Regions from separate parts of the Mus musculus genome. Here region 1 is linked to region 2. The links are chromatin contacts, called in public HiChIP or PLAC-seq maps. All regions are on one chromosome and are shown on one strand. The core of a region is the stretch at or near the end of the contact, and the rest is flanking DNA. Distances in the headings are between cores, read along the strand shown.

Evidence for each region. HiChIP or PLAC-seq counts read pairs in DNA pulled down with a chosen protein or histone mark.
Region 1: a contact with region 2 is called in an H3K27ac HiChIP or PLAC-seq map of stem cell-derived neural progenitor cells, with 4 times the contacts expected there. The contact joins the enhancer-like site here to the promoter of Kcnip3 in region 2. A contact is called at or near these places in 5 of 39 promoter capture datasets (3T3-L1-derived adipocytes, the HPC-7 cell line, HPC-7-derived erythroid cells and 2 more) and 1 of 115 datasets of contacts at active chromatin or transcription factors (stem cell-derived neural progenitor cells).

What each region holds. Positions count from the first base shown.
Region 1 is chr2:128,543,507-128,547,452 of GRCm38.p6, forward strand. The region is part of intron 1 of Gm39928 (a long non-coding RNA gene); the gene reads right to left. Among named protein-coding and RNA genes, the nearest start is that of Gm39928, 4.2 kb to the right of the region's middle. Within about 2 kb of position 1,540, at least 140 of the 459 cell types and tissues checked have an H3K27ac peak or open chromatin away from gene starts, as enhancers often do. A contact at or near this core is called in stem cell-derived neural progenitor cells, where this site is marked.
Region 2 is chr2:127,519,130-127,523,452 of GRCm38.p6, forward strand. Kcnip3 (Kv channel interacting protein 3, calsenilin) reads right to left here and starts at 2,263. Exons shown (of 9, transcript NM_019789.4): 1 at 2,109-2,263. The coding sequence starts at 2,123. All of the region lies in intron 2 of Gm35478 (a long non-coding RNA gene), which reads left to right.

The DNA.
Region 1 (3,946 bases), core at 290-2,789, 1.0 Mb after region 2:
GAAAGTAGGAGGGTTTCTCTTGGCTTACAGTCTAAGAGTCAGGATAGTCCATCTTGGCAAGGAAGGCCCGGCAGCGGGAGAGTAAGGCATCTTGCCGCACTGTGCATGAAGGAACCAGATGACAGATCTGAGGTGAGGCCTGGCTATAAAAACTTAAGACCGTTTCTCTAACGACCCACTTCCTCTAGCAAGGCTCTATCCACTAAAAGTTTTGTAATCCTTCAAAACAGCTCCACCAGCTGGGCACAAGTGCTCAAACACACCATCCTTAAACCATAACACTCGCTTGTGGTATTCTAACCCATCTATGGTCCGACTACAGACTAAAGCCCCAGGCCCACAGGTAAACTAGGCCCACAGGTGAGAACGGTGGTGAAAGAGCCAGCTTTAATCCCCAGTTTTGCTTCTGCTCTGTTTCACTAGCAAACGGCAACCACTCGGAGACCTGCAGCGAAGGGCCCAAGCTGGTGTGTCCTTTCCCTTTCCCTTCTGTAGAGTGCAGAGAAGCCTCACCTTTTGTTTTAAGGAAACCCTGAAAAATCCCACTTCAGGCCTGAGCAGCAAAGGAGGCCGGAGGCCCCTGCACCTCAGAAGACAGTGGTTCTAGTCAGTCTGTTATTGTTAGTCACAAGAGTGTCTGCATCTGGTAATAACAGCTGTCCAGTGTCTGGAGGCCCAACAAGGTGGAAAGAATCCCAATGCAGAGCTTAAACATATACTCTATATCTAAGGAGCAACAGAATTTGAGGTGAGAGATGTTGGCTTCTATACAGAAGCAGAGCCAAGATTTGAGCACACACACACACTTCCGAGGCAGGGATTTGCTTCCATGGGGCTGAGAGGGTCCAGAGGACTGGCTCAGTAAGGTGAGTAACTCAAATAAATGATCTGATACCTCCACTCCAAGCTAACTTGAGCACCACAGAAGCCTGGCTCGTTATCGGTGCCCAGGGATGCCCACTGCTTATCTACGATTCACATTGGCACTGTAAGTGACTTGCTGGGTCTCATGTTCAGTGTATCTCCTCTCTACCAGACTGGGGCAGCCCCGGGACTACAGGGGGCAGGCAGTGCTCTTTCAGACACCCAAACATCTGTTGTTCTTGCTAAGTAAAAACAAGTGACTAGTCACAGCAAAACCATGAAAGAAAACCACAAGTGACCTAAGGATTTCTGACTCACCCTTCAACCTGGGTACTTTGTGACATTCCAACCAGAGCTCTCAGCCACCTGCAGCTGAGCTGAGAACTGCAGTCCCTTTGTCTCCCTGGCTCAGGGTAATTACCCTGCCCCCAGATGGCTTTTGCCTTCAGAACAAAATAAAGAAAAACCACCTCCCCCCACTAAGCCCAAGTGACTAAGAAAAGCTGGCAGGGACCCTCCCTCAGACCATAATTGTGGGAACCTCTTGCAAAACAATTTTAGTTGCCAGATAAACTGTGTCTTTTCCCAGCAGCCAAGTGCCACACCTTAGAGACTGGGTGAGAGATTTCTTTTGAGATATCACTGAGCAGATGTGAAGAACTGGGCCTCCTCTGTCCACTAGGGAGCGCTGTGTAGAGATGCATCCTGAGAGGCCTGAACAGCCTACATGCTGTGTGTGTGTGCAGGGCACCAAAGTGTTCTAGCTAGCAGGGTTCTGTGCTCAGGCTTGGAATTAGCAGCCTCCTGATGGGAGAGGGTTCATACTGGGTGCCAGTCAAGACCCTTTCTCTGTGGGATGGGCAACTGTGACAAGGCCATCTGTCTAAGAGGATACAGGAGCCGGACAAACACCACCTTCACGTTAGAAACAGTGCCACAGTGAGTTGTCGTGTTCTGTAACACCTAGCTCAGGCCTTTGGGGATCACACCTGACAAAACTGGAGCCAGACCTCAAGCCAAGTGCAGCTTCCAAAAATTGTATTGCATGGTTCTCTGAACACAGAAAACTTCCTTTTCCTCAACACTGCCCAATATAGATGGCCTATAAGGAACTAGGGATACGGTCAGTCTCCTCACAGCAGGGGGAAGGGCAGGAAACAAGCACAGAAAGCCTCCCCTCCATCACCTGAGCTGCTAGGCTCCTCGGTTCAGCTGCCTACAAGTGTCAGGCTGCCAACAGACGGTCTCTGCTCCCTGCACACCAACTGCTGGGTGCAATAAGCACCTCACTGCTAAAGCAGTAAGGAGTTAGCGATGCAGAGAAGATGCGCGGGCAGGGTTATGAAGGGATTGCCTAGGCAGCTCCACGGAGAAGAGCAGCCTGCACCATGATCAGGGACTGTGCATCAAGGAACCTTACTGGTTGAGAACAGTATCTTTAAGGAGGTCACCTACACAGAGAGTCTCCCTTCTGGCTAATGGTCTCTCAAAACATGACCACGCCACCTTAGGTGTGGCTGGTTCTCCCAGCTCATTTTTGTAAAATGTTTATTTATTTTTATATGTAGGGGTGTTTTAACTGTATGCATGTCTGTGTACCACATGCATGCAGTGTCTTCAGAGGCCAGAAGAGGGTGTAAGAAACTCTGCGACTGGAGTTACTGATGGTTGTGAGTTGTCATATGGGTGCTGGGAACAGAACCCAGGCCGTCTGGAAGAACAGCCAGTGCTCTTAGCCACTGAGTCATCTCTCCAGCCCCTCTTGGCCCGTTTTTTGTAGATGAGGAATTATATATAACAGACCCCAGGGCATCAGACCCTACAGCCCTTTTCTCTATCCTGCCTGCTACTAGCCTGCTGCAGAACAAATTACGTCTCTTTCTTGAAGAGACTGGTGCTGCCAGGGTTTGGAGAGTCTAGTGTTTTACCCTCCACCTCAGGGTGGTCCTGGGCCACAGGCATCTCAGAAGAAAGGCCATCATAGGGTCATATTGGGGACCCAAAACTTCCTTGATCAGTTCATTCAGGTACCACGAACACTGGCCTGGTGTATCCCACCTGAAACCATCATGTCTTCATTAAAGTGTTTTATGCCAATAACTCTCTTTATGGATTTAAAAAAATAAGTAAGCTTTACATTTGAGACTCACAGCATTCTGCAGCACTCAAAACCATCCCCCACAACTCTGAACTCAGCAGTTAGCAAAGGGTGGGGGAGTCTGAACCTGCAGAAAAGAGAAAAATCATTGAAGTAGCCAACAATCCTTGTCCGGACACCCTGGGGACAGCCTTCCTCAGAGTCTGTGTACTGAGAATTAGGTGCAAAGTGACAATTTTGACATTTCTCAGAGGGAACGTCCAGCCTGGGCCCGGGTGTACCCAAGGACCTGCTAGCTGTAGACACTGTACAGAGAGAAGCCAGAAGTGACTGTGGCTAATGTCGAGGGGCTCTGCACATCCCCTGACCACCACTGACCACACTTGAGTGACTTATATGACTTTTACCTAATGCATTGCATCTCTGTAAACTGGATGCTCTGATGGTGAAAATAATAAAGATTTAAATAAAAATGTTAAGAAACCAAGGAGTGTGGAAGGTTCTAGAAAGAGCTCCTTCCCGGGTATCATATTATTATCACTTCCTCAGGGTAACTCCTGGAACATTCATTCACTGCATTCTTCCTTTTCTGGCCTTGAAGAACAAGTCCAGTCCTGACCTCTTTCCTCACGTCGAGGGATGTGAACGGGGAGGGGACTCTCCTTACTTCCACAAGTCCTGAGCTGAGGCTGCCTTCTGCCTTTGGGGGAAACACTCTGCAGCAGAATTTGGCAGCGAGAGTGAGGAGCCTGAAAGGAGTTTACGTTCTTCCACCTGGCAGTGGCCCTCTCTGGAAAACCGCTGGAAGGAATAAGTCAGAAACTTGGCCCCGTCTTCCAAAGAGGGCTCAATGAAGCTTTATATATAGCTGTTAAAAGCTGGCAACGGTGCATCTCCCTTACTGTATGGGAATGGTTAAGTAATTACGGGGCGTCCAGAGGATGGGATATACTTCACAGTCTCAAGATGGCACCTCCAAGATTA
Region 2 (4,323 bases), core at 1,013-3,512:
CTCCTTGGCTGCCTGGTTAAAGGCACACCTCTGTCCCCTGGAGTCTGCGCCTATCACTCTCCACCGGACACCCTCACCTAGAGCTTGGTGTCTGTGCTGCAGAAGGCAAGACCGCTCAGATCCAGTCTCAACACTGCATGCAGTTCAGGACCCACCTCTGTTCCTCACCTATAGAGTAAGAACAACACCAAGTCCTGGGTGCGCTGCATGAGGATAACGGTTTAGGAGGGGAGGTCCTGTCTGTGCTCAGTTACCGCTTCTGCAAACAGGGCAAATTAAGGTCAGACTTGCAAGAAGCTGGGGAGGCTCCCAGAGCCAAACTGACCCAGTGTCCACTTTACCACCTCTGAATCTGGATGCTGCTGGCTCTCTCCTCCCAACACAGGGTTTGGCCAGGAGGCCTGGCATTGTGGTCAGTGCCCACTCTGCAGGGCCAAATGAAAGCTACTAAAGGGACGGCTAGGGTATGGTGAGAAGGCAGGGACAGAACTGGGTCAGCTAGTGACTGTGACAAGTGTGGCCATCTCCCAGCCTATGTTAGTTGCTGTCCGTCCTGCTACCTCCATAATCTCCTACTGGTAGGGGACAGTAGGGACTTTATCCAGCTCCACTGTCACTGTGGTGCTGGCTTCCATCTTGGGCCAAGCTACACATGGAAATCCAGGGGGCAGCCATAAGCCTAATGAGTTCCATGAGTGCCCAGGAGCCAATGGTGGGCACAGTGGAGGCCACAATGGCCAATAGAACAGCCAAGTGGACTATGGGACTCTGACCTCACACTCTGCTCATCTGGTAGGGGAGTAGTGGTTAAGGACCCAGGAAGAATTCTGGGAATTAGAGCCACCAGAGATGGGTAAAGGGAAGGGGGCTATGCTATCCCCTGCTGATGGACAGTGCCAGCTGTGTGCAGGTCTATGCACACATGGCTGTAGAACTCCCTGTATCTGTGGACACACAGAGTCACGTTGCTGGGCTCTGTGAGGGAGGGGTACAGTCATAGGGTATCTGTGTGTCCAATGTCTGTAGATGCACACAGCTTCACCTATCATCTGAGTGTGGATGTGAGTCTGGGACAGAGAGCTGTTTATGCTTCTGCTGTGCCAGTCCAGAGCTTTCTAGAGACAGGTGTGACAAGAGAGAAAGTACCTTTCAAGGTACCCTGCCCTTGTGCTCAAAGGGCTTTGTTCCATCTGCAGATCCTTCATGGTATTCTGGGAACTGGACCAGAGGACAGGGATAGTAACCTGGACTCTGGGGCAGAATGGCCTGAAATCAGTCTCCAGCCCTCTCTGGGCTGCTTGCCCTCATTGGGAGTGGGGCAGGAAGACATCTTTTGGGAAGAAAGACTGTAAGATGCCAGCCCAATATCTATTTTTTTTTTTAAATAAGACCTTGATTTCCTTATTTGGGGCATTCAACCGGACCTGGATCTGATCCTTTCTCCCCCTAAGCAAGATTACCCTGGACTTGTGTGCGGCATCCAGGTCAGACTTTCTGAGGGTCGGTGCTAAGCTGGAGCACACCTTTTGTTTTTTTTTTAATTTTTTTTTTGTCTCTCTTCTTCCCCTCACCTGGCTACTATTTCTTGAACTTTGTACCGGGTGCCTCTTTGCCTCCCCTCTCTCTCCATCCCCCAACAGCTCCACAGAGGCAGAGATGTTTGTGATTTTATTAGGGGTCTCATAGTGCTTTAAGAAGAAGGGGGGGTCTTCATTCATTCATTGATGGATTACTTGAAAGCTTTGCCCGTTGGCTTGCCCACACACATAAGACATCCTTTTCCATGCTCCTGTGTCTCACTAAGATCTATGAGGCTAGGGTCAGGGTCAGCTACCCCAGCCCCTGCCCCAAGGACCTAACTGAACAGGACCAGCCATGGAGCTAATTTCAAGCTTCTCTTCTGTCCACAGACACCCAGAGCCTCTTCCATCCAAAGGCCACGGGATTCCAGCCTCCCAGGCAGGAATGCTCTGAACAATTACTTTCCCTTATATGGATTAGCGAGAGTAGGGGCCAAGGACCACTGTGAAAATACTCTCTAGTCAAGACCAACATCAGAGCCCCACCTTCCCCAAGTCCAGGCAAGTCCTCAGCCCCTCAGCGCCTACCTTGGTCCTCTGCATCTCTGCTGCTGAAAGGGACCGTCACTAATCTTCCCGCTTTGCAGCCCGAGCAAGCCAGACTGCTTGGTCCGGCTGGCAGCTGCCTCATGTTTGCTTGGACCCAGACGCAATTGTCACTGGAGGTTTCTCTCCCGCCCCCTGCCCACTCCTTCCACCCTCCCTTCCTTCCGAGTCTTAGCTCCACCTCTCTTCCTCTGCCTCTTCCCTCCCCCTCTTATCTCCCCCCTCCTTCGCCTCCATCCTGACAACCTCCAGTTTCTCTTTTTCCTGTGCTCCTAGTCCTGGCCTCTCAGCCTATCTGGCCCCCAACCCCCCTTGCTTAGTTAGGCTCAGGGTCTGTCCCTGGTTCTCATCTCCCTCTAGTACAGGGTCTGTTCCTACCCTTCCCAGTCACAGGGATAGAAGGGAGGGTACTCCACCACCAGTCCCTGCGCAGGACAGAGAGGAGCCCTTGGGATTACGTCACTAAGGTAACACCTGGGGTCCTAACACCTCTTGTTGCTCTCCCCTATCTGTTAGTCACCTCTGTGCGACCCCTCATAGGCCTTGCTGTATGAAAACCTTCCAAGCTGGAGCGAGCACTTCACACTTTCCCAGTTTCACTGTCCTTTGACTTGAGGTTGGGACCAAATTCAGGCATTCAGAGCAACCACGGGACCTCCCCTAGATCTCCTGGCGTGGGACCTGGGGATGGAGAAGGGATCGAGGGTCCTGACCGTCCTCGGGAAGGCTCCTTCCTGCCCTGTGGGAGACAAGCTCTTGGGCATTTTCTAATGCCCAAGGGAATCCACCAGGAGCCAGGTACGGAGACCAGCGCCAAGTTTCCCTTTTTGGCGCCCGGAGGAGCCTGCCAGTGCCAGTAGTTCCCATGGAAACAGAGCCTGAGCCATCCCCTCTTTCCCAGAAAGCCCAGGAGCACTTGCTTGCCCTTCCTACCCTGTCCCACCCCCTTTTTATTGAGTCAGCCAATTAGCGGCAGCTGCTAGACCCTCCCCGGGCAAAACCCTGGGGCTGTTGATCCCGAGGCAGGAAAGCTGTCCCCAGAGGGGAGGGGACAGTTCTGCCATCTGCACAGCAGGACTTCACTCCGGGCAAGAGACTCTCCCACAGAGGGCTCTCTGGGAAAGAGGACGACAAGGGTCCCAGAGGCTCCGGGGTCAGTGCCAATCTTCCAAACTGACTTGGCATTAGGCAAATTCCCATAAGGCCTTGGAGTGGCATAGTGGGCTTAGAAGAAAAGGGTCATTATCCCAGTCTATGTTAATGATGGCAAAACTCAGGAAAGCTGAGTCTTTACCTATCCAACAAAGCAGTATATCCAGACTGTGTTCACTCAGAGCCAGTTCTGGAGGAACTCTCTACCCACCAGTTACATGTCCACGATTCAGGAATCAAGCCCTGTCCTTACTTGTGGCATTTTTTGAGAGGCAGGGTTGTCTGAGCACTCCACTCCAAGTCAGTGCCTCTTTCTAGAGAGCCACAAGTCTCTGCTTGGCTCCCTTGCTGAGATTCCACTCCTCTGATAGGAGCTCCTTGGGAGTAACAGGCTGTGGCAGAGCCAGCCTAGAACAGAACCCTTCCGTCCTGGGCCTACCAGGGAGCCAGCAACCTCCCCAGCCCTATCCAGCAGGCCCTCCTCATAAAACGTATGAATGGGCATCTGTGCCCTGCCAGGAGCCTCAAGTCACCTGACCCCCTTTCCTTGGGTCCTCTCAGACTTTCCCAGGGCCTGGGCATTGCTGGGGTCCTTCCAGGGTCTCTGGGAGATGGAGGAACGAAAAGGGCTGAAGCAGATCTCCTCAAGTGGACCTCAGCCTTGCTTTGCCACATGGGCACAGGCTGACTTCCCCTAAACTCTTGGAATTTGAGAAGATTGGGGGCCTGCTGACCCACAAAAAGGTTTAGGATGCTGAAGGAGGTCCAGTGTGGTTTGAAAACTGTTAGGGTGATGGATCTTGGCTGTGGCTTCCTCGGGTGGGCCGGGGGTGGGGTGGGGTACAGATTGCATGAGGAAGAAGGAGGGATAATTCCATATTTCAGGAGGCTGTTTTCTTCTTTGTATTATAACACTCGAAGACTCAGCTGTGGGCCACTACAGCTGACTGGAGCCCTTTCCTCCTATGCAAGAGAGAAACTCACAAAAACACAACCAAAGACCTTGGAGTCCTCTGAACCCTCCCCAGTTCCTGCTCAAGACCTC